Linked DNA regions of Danio rerio: region 1 is linked to region 2. Evidence: chromatin contacts called from public Hi-C data. All regions are on one chromosome and are shown on one strand. Each heading gives the region's core, a stretch centred on a gene start, on an enhancer-like site or on the middle of the called end of the contact. The rest is flanking DNA. Distances are from core to core; before and after follow the strand shown. Region 1 overlaps dcaf6 (ddb1 and cul4 associated factor 6). Region 2 overlaps dipk2b (divergent protein kinase domain 2B).

What was found. A called contact is a pair of places that touch in the nucleus more often than the background predicts.
Region 1: a contact with region 2 is called in a Hi-C map of an unstated tissue, with 2.0 times the contacts expected there. The contact joins two enhancer-like sites. A contact is called at or near these places in 3 of 18 Hi-C or Micro-C datasets (embryo, hematopoietic stem cells and an unstated tissue).

The regions. Positions count from the first base shown.
Region 1 is chr9:35,855,015-35,859,206 of GRCz12tu, reverse strand. It overlaps dcaf6 (ddb1 and cul4 associated factor 6), which reads left to right. Exons shown (of 19, transcript NM_001145090.1): 19 at 1,603-1,661. The coding sequence ends at 1,661. It also overlaps a transcript of gpr161b not described here. Among named protein-coding and RNA genes, the nearest start is that of gpr161b, 17 kb to the right of the region's middle. Within about 2 kb of position 2,351, at least 5 of the 62 cell types and tissues checked have an H3K27ac peak or open chromatin away from gene starts, as enhancers often do.
Region 2 is chr9:35,562,594-35,566,585 of GRCz12tu, reverse strand. dipk2b (divergent protein kinase domain 2B) reads left to right here. Exons shown (of 5, transcript XM_692604.10): 2 at 2,539-2,803. Among named protein-coding and RNA genes, the nearest start is that of dipk2b, 3.4 kb to the left of the region's middle. Within about 2 kb of position 2,680, at least 15 of the 62 cell types and tissues checked have an H3K27ac peak or open chromatin away from gene starts, as enhancers often do.

The DNA of each region.
Region 1 (4,192 bases), core at 1,102-3,601, 290 kb before region 2:
ATCTTTCTGGCTTGAGACTTCTGGTCTCATTCGCCTCCATTGATTTTTAGACTTTTAATGCTGTTTGCTGGTGCAAACGGATCTTTTCTTATTTTATTATTCTACTTTTTAGATATAGTCATGAACACACTTGATTGTAGGGCCGATTTTTCCCAGTTATTATTTTTAGCTCTGTTCTAAACAATGGCAAAAATGAGTGCAATTCTGCATCAAAGAATAAAGTCAATACAGTGAGGTATATTTTGAGAAACTAATAATAAAATAAAAAGCTGGATGATAATGACAACACGAGCATGAAATATTTGAGATTCTGACCTAGTCACATGTCATTGAAAATGTAAAAAATATTAAGACTACTTGGAAATGACTACTTTTCAGGATTTACACTTTGTAGTTGTGTAATATTTTTAAATGTAAATTTTTATTTGTTTCTGCAAGCTGCTGATGACCTTTTTTCCCAATTTAAGTAATGTTATCTTTTAAAGCATAAACTAGCAATTCATCAAAATAACAAAAAAAAAAGATGCCAGACATGTTTATATTCATTAGACAACACATAGTTTAGCTTGCAATAGCACTATTTAGTGAAATAACCATGATCATAACAATTGGATACAAAAAAACACCTTTAAATAAGAATATTTATAAATCATTAAATGATAAAACAAATATTAACATTTTACTCAAATCCACACATAGTAAATTCTGAGAAACTTGAGTATTTAGAGGTTGAAATAGTTTTTGAGTAGCTGTTTTTTTTAACGCAAAAAAGGATTTTGCGTTAATTTGATCAAACATAAAACACTGTGAAATATTATTACAATTATTGCATTTTAATACATTTAAAAAACTGGTTTATTTTTTGTAATGACAGCTCAGTTTACAGCATTATTACTCTTTATTGTCACATTATCCTTAAAAATGGAAATATGCAGAATTCCTATTACGATCAATGTTGAAAACACTTCTACATGGTTTATGGAAAACCTGGAAAAGTCATGGAATTTTGACATAGCATTTTCCAGGCCTGGAAAAGTTTTGGAAAAACAGAAAAACCCACAACGTTTTTGGAAATTATTTTAACAAATATCTGTACAGTTGAATTAGGGCTGCGCGGTATTGGAAAAAATCTGACTTTACCATATTTTGTATTTCTGTGATATATATGTATATATATATATTTTTTTTTTATCTAACATGTATATGTATATGTATTACATAAAAAAATGACGTCTTGAAAAGGTACAGGAAAGTTTTGGAAAAGTCATGGAATTTTAGTAGTAAAAATGTGTATGAGCCCTACTTCTAGTCAATTAAATCCATCCTTGCTAAAAAAAAACAATTAAGTGATTGACTCAAAACATTTGAATTCCATTATGTTTTTGATTTGTCAAATCAGTGGATCATGTATGTTCAAATGTTTGGCTTTCATGACAACCAAAAAAACGCTCCGATATTCAGCTTTTGTGCAAAACAGTGGAGTGTCTGCAGCACACCAGACACTAACCAGTCTTGTTTACTGTCAGCAGATACTAATAGTAGCATTTAGCATTTATGACTCTGAACAGGTGTGTAAATGAGCGCTCTTTCTCCTCTCCTCAGACCGCGTGGAGGGCGATCGTTCAGAAGGCTCAGGACAAGAGAACGAGGACGAGCAGTAGCTCCTGCTAAAAAGTCACCGGTTCTTTTTTTGCTACAATGCACTTGAGCATTTGAGATTTGTACACAAGTTACAAAATAGAGTATTTCCCTATAGGTTCAGTTTTTTGGCATTGTTCTTTTTTAAACGAGACTTTTCTTACTAATTACTCCATGTGAGAGTAAACCGCGTTTGGGGAGTTCATGCAAAAATAATAAAAAAAGCGATGTGCAAGAAGTCAATATGAGACTTAGACGGCTGGTGCTTGAAGAGAGTATTTAAGTGCAATATTAATTTGTTAAATCAAATGGTTGAGCTTTTTTGAACGGTGTTATGTGTGAAATCTTCTCGTAGCCTCAAATGACGAACTCTGATGTTTGTATACCATGAATTATGCATGTCAAACATGAGTTTGCCGAAAACGTGCTCTTAGTCTCTAACAATGTTGTGTATAAAAATGGCTCTCTCTTTTGTTTGTTTGTCATCACTAAATCTCGCGTCGCGCAGGCATCTTCTGTCTAACTCCAATTACAGGTACTTGCAATATTTAATTATCCAAAACCGTCATTATACGTTGTTACACTGCAGAATGTTTATAAAGGTTTATTAAATTAAGAATAGTTTTTGGACTCGGTCTATACATAAACCCACTGCTGTCTAGCCAAATGGTTGTAGCATTAGTTGGCAGGTCGTGTTTCTCTCTCTCTCTCCTTCTCCTCACAGCACAGATGGCCTTTGTTGTGGCAGCTGTTGGTGTGAATGTTCTGCTAAGTGACTGCTGATCGCTGGGAGAAGTTAAAATGAAATATCTCCTCATCTAATTCTGTGCTAACCTCATTCAACGCTGTTAAGGAATGTAAGCCATCTTTTTAAATGTTTTGTCCACTGTTTTTTTTTTTTGGTTTTGTTTTCTTCAGATTAAGTTCCAGTTCCATTTCAAATTGTGTGTGTGAGAGGATGGTTTAAACATTAAATGTGTTGTGATTTAAAGCAAAACTCGACTGAAAGCTTGTTGGGTACCAATACAGAGTTTAATAACACAGATAACAAAATATGATATACTTCTATGGGGGAAAACTGAGACCATTTGGACATTTTTCAGTTTCTCTCGATTTATTGGGTATGAGTTTGAGTGTCAAATAATAAGATTGCTAAATTTTAAAGGTGCTGCGTGTAAGTTTTTGACTTCTCTAAAGCATAAAAATACCATAATATGTTTGCAGATATAAGAAACTTGGCAAATTAACGTTCTTGTTTATCTGAAAAACAATGCTGAAGTCAGATATTCTGCTTTGAAAATGTGTTTTCCGTGCCCGAATATCTTTCTTGTTTATGGTTTTTCTAACCCACCCAATGCTAGCTTACCCAATTATATTTCAGCACCCTGGGGTATGCCTTTATGGAAAACCACATATTTCATTCATTGAATCAGGAAGAATCTCAACGCATGCATCCATAGCAGACTCCAAAATAAGACGCAGATTCAGAGTTCCACATGAGTTGGTTATTAATTAGCAAATAAGTGTTACGAGCCTAAACATTAGGTGAGCAGGCTACATTGGAACCGTGTGTTCTAACAACACGCTACCTGACGAGGTTTGCAGTGATGAGCAATTTGGCTGTTTTTACCACACGAAACACCACAGAAATTTGAAAACAGCTATTCAGAAGGACAGAATGTGCACTCACTCACGAAATGGCTATGTTTATAATCTAATTAATGCTTATTAAACCTCTTTAACATTATTAAATGTACATGCTGAATCACTGATATGTGTTGGCTTGCACTGAGTCACAATTCTAAAGTTCAATTTGAAATGGTTTGTTTTATTTTCAAGATCTAAGGTAAATTATCTGCTGCTGCTTTCATTATATGGCAATAAATGTCATGTAAAATGGCATTCAAACTCACATTATTAAAATTTAACACTGAATAAAGCCCATGAGGTGTACTTGAGGTTATCAGTTTATCCTGTTGTCCACCTGTGAGAAATAGAAGTCATTTCTAATATATTAATTTGACATGCTGGTTAGAACAAAAAACTTTTATTTTATTTAGAACAGGATCTAAATCAGTCTCGCTGTTTGTGTTGTCAATCTGGCAACCTGCGCTTGCATCTGTTTTGATCCAAGAGTGCAATACCTAGTTAAACCACTGGGTGTCAAACTTACTGCACCTTAAAGTAAAAGATATTGTCATTTACAGCCGTTTTACACCATATCAACATTGGTCAGAATAATAAATGTTTTCATTTGTTGCGATGGTAAAATCAGAGGTTTGTTCATCAAATCTAGACTTAACTTTTTTCAAAAAAAAAAACAAAAAAAAAAAAACTGGTATTGTGTTGTCTAAATATGAATGTACACTTGTGTAACACAAGGTGACATTTTGTTATTTTGACCATTTTATATATAAATATCTGTGAGAATATTATTTTAAAATTTGCAATAATTTATTGGTTCACTAGATAAACGATGTTTTATTCAAACACATGACTACCACGTGGAAAACAGGAGAAATTGAGAATTGTCAAGTGGTCTCTTTCCCGTTGC
Region 2 (3,992 bases), core at 1,431-3,930:
TCAAATAGGCAATTGCAGATTAGGAAGTGAAGTGGAGACTAAATAGTTGAGTTTTTAGTCGTTTCTTGAAAATAGCGAGTGACTCTGCTGTTCTGATGCAGTTAGGGAGTTCATTCCACCAACTGGGCAGATTGAGCGTGAGCATTCGCGAAAGTGATTTTTTTCCTCTTTGGGATGGAACCACGAGGCGACGTTCATTCACAGAACGCAAGTTTCTGGAGGGCACATAGATCTGCAGAAGTGAGTGCAGATAAGAAGGTGCTAGGCCAGAAGTCACTTTGTAGGCAAACATCAGAGTTTTGAATTTGATGCGAGCAGCAACTGGCAGCCAGTGCAAACGGACTAGCAGCGGAGTGACATGTGCTCGTTTAGGTTCATTGAAGACAACTCGTGCTGCTGCATTCTGGAGCAGTTGAAGAGGCTTGATAGAGTTAGCTGGAAGCCCAGCTAGTAGAGAGTTGCAGTAATCCAGTTTGGAGAGAACAAGAGCTTGAACAAGGAGTTGAGCTGCATGTTCAGATAAGAAGGGTCGGATCTTTCTCATGTTATAGAGTGCAAATCTGCACGATCGAGCAGTTCTAGAAATGTGGTCAGTTCTAGAAATGTGGTATTTGCATCATTATCCAGTCTATTATCCAGGCTTGCAGTCACAGCATTTCAAAATGTTTTCATCTTTTAGCCTAGAAGACAGTAATTACAACATTATAAGATTTTACGTACATACTTTCACAATTCTCTTTCAATAAAAAATATCCATAGGATATTAAAAATACTTTTACGCTACATAAATGGTTTCTCCTGTGTTTCTCATCCAGATTTTGCCAAACTTTTTAAAAAATTGTCAGGAAGACATCTGCTGACACTGTGGTGAAAACCTCGGAAGACTGGTTAGCCATGGTTAACCCTGAGCAAATACCCTAAAACTCTGAGTTACATTTTACCCCGCATCATTTACAGTATATATGCATATGCATACAAGAAGACATAGTTCAAAATATAAACATCATGAAGTACTTCTTTTTTTATCTTTTCTAATTTCTTAAAAGCAAAAATAAGTGTTTTACTTTATTTTGTCCACTGTAGATTTTTATTGACTTAGTAACTTTGCAACTACTTGTCAACTAACTTAAAATAAACTAACAGGGTTTTTTAATCAATAGACATTTTATATGACTATAATTATCTTAGAAAATTGATGTCAACTAACTGACAGAAAAGAAAAAAAACTGTGAATAAACATTAAAGAGTGACAATGTAGAGTTTTAGATTGTATTAATAGAGGCTTGGACTAGTAGAATACGTTAACAGATATTCTGCTGACTACTTTGCAACATAGCTATGACTCAAATTAGACTATTGGTAGACTTTTAGATGAGGGTTAATATACACTACCTGACAAAAGTCTTGTCGTCGATCCCAGTTGTAAGAGCAACAAATAATAATTTGACTTCTAGTTGATCATTTAAAAAGTGTCAGAAGGTAGATTTTTCGGATGAATCATCTGTTGGAATCTAATGGAACCCGCATGGACCCAAGATTCTCATAGAAATCAGTCAAGTTTGGTGAAGGAAAAGTCATGGTTTGGGATTACATTCAGTATGAGGCATGCAAGAGATCTGCAGAGTGTATGGCAACATCAACAGCCTGAGGTATCAAGACATTTGTGCTGCCTATTAAATTGCAAACCACAGGAGAGGGAAAATTCTTCAGCACAATAGCTCTCCTTATTCTTCAGCCTAGACATCAAAGTTCCTAAAAGCTAAGAAGGTCAAGGTGCTCCAGGATTGGCCAGCCTACTCATCAGACATGAACATTATTGAGCATGTCTGGGGTAAGATAAAGAAGGAGGCATTGAATATGAATCCAAAGTATCTTGATGAACTCTGGGAGTCTTGCAAGAACGCTTCCTTTGCCATTCCAGATGACTTTATTAGTTATTTGAGTCATTGCAGAGATGTATGGTAAAATAAGCACAATCTAGAGGCCTTTGCCTCACATAAACCACTTCTGATAGCAAATGATCTACTAGATGTCAAGTTATTATATGTTGTTCCTAAAACTTGTATAGGTGACAAGACTTATGTCAGGTAGTGTATTGTAGTAATATATATGCATGTATATGTCTATTTATATATAAATGAACTGCTAAACTAACTATACACAGCTGTTTTCTGGTGATTTAAAGTGCTTCTTTCTGTTTGGATAAAAACAATCTACTAAATAAATAGATGTAAATGTAGATACATGGATTATAAATAACTCTCCAACCACTTCTACTCAGCAGAATGTCTATTGGATGACCATTGAAATTATAATGTTGGCAGATATGAAGCAGACTGTCTACAAATTACTGCTAGTAGATATGTAGTAGAATTGAATGTCTAAAGGGAACCTGCAAAATAAAGTCTAGCCAAGCATTTGTATGCTATAACAGCACAAGAACTTAGATCTTGCTGTATCTAATCATTGATTAGAGTAAGCTCAAGCAGTGACAGCAAAAACAGGAAACTAACACAGACCCTGTTTATTTCACTGCAGGTTTGAAAGGAGGCTGACGGCTCAGTCTAATCTATCCTCAGCAGACGTGCGCTCCTATGAGGGAAACTACACAGACAGCACAGCGGGCTGGAGACCAGTGGTGGTGTCCCGCCTGATGTCTCCTCACCTGCACCAGTTATCAGACAATAGCATTTGCACCTCAGCAGGCAAAGGGAAATCCTGCAGCATTGAAGGCGTCCTCAGGGCCACCTCACGCTTCCAAACTTGGGTTCATTCCAACCTACTGCTTCCCAGCATGGTGAAGGTCTGAATTTGTGGCTTTTGTATTGTCATGTCTATTTGAGGTCAGCACTGACTGAGGATTTGTGGTCAGAACAATTACATTTTCAAAGGAATATTAATTTGGAAAATTGGGAGGTGCAAAGGGAAAGTCCTGTGAAGTAGGGCTGCAAGATATTAGAAAATTGTCATTGCGTTATTTTGTTTTTCTGCGATATATATTGCGATATAATGTATCTATCGGTTCCAGCAAATGATTGAATAGCACTATATGGAAAGACACTTTATTTTAGGGTCCAATTCTCACTCTTAGCAAACTATTTTGACTTTTGCTTCAATAAACTCCTAATTTGCTCCTCATTAAGGTAGTTTAGGTATTGGGTAGAATTAGGGATGTAGAATAAGACCATACAGAATATGTGTTTATAAGTACTAATAAGCAGCCACTATATCAATAACATATATGTTTATAAACAACTATTTAATGGTAAGGATTGGTTCTTAAAGTGTTGAACTCAAGCGCATCAAATGAAAAGCAAAAGAGAAGCGTCCGAAGCATGACAGATACTAGGATGCATTTGATTGGTCAAGATTTAATTAAGAAACGGAAGTATGAGGAAAAAAAAAACATTGATTTATTTAGGCAGAAGTGACAAATTACAAGCCTTAAATGTTTATATCAGTTTAAAATCTTCTAAATATAATTTTTTTTTTTTTTACTGTTTTGTACCACACTCCCTTCTAGATATTGTTGGAGACTAACATACTGATATCAAACCTGCCAAAACTGCTGTTTTTCCTGGGAGTCTACTGTATTTCAGACTCATATTTCTCCCAGAAAAATCCCGTAATTTTACCTCACCCCCGGTCCTCAGCTTTTTGTTAAAGTCTGTAACACCGCCGGGTCGCAAAATTTGGTAGGACCATCACATTATTTCTTCAGATCCATTATGTCTTCAAATTCGATCACAGCGCCCGCCCGAAACCCGGTCCATATTACAATTGCTAACACCAAAGTACAGTTAATAACCCGGTTCTCAGCTGTGTTATTCAGACAAACACAGCCCCAAACCCCAGAACTCTCTGAATTTTGGAAACAATGTTGCAGGTATGACTGATACCAATTTCCAAAAAAATATTGTTTTAATTTTAATGGACCTTTAAGCACTTGCAATGTGGCTGTTTTTGAATCCAGTGTAAGTGTTTTCAATCAT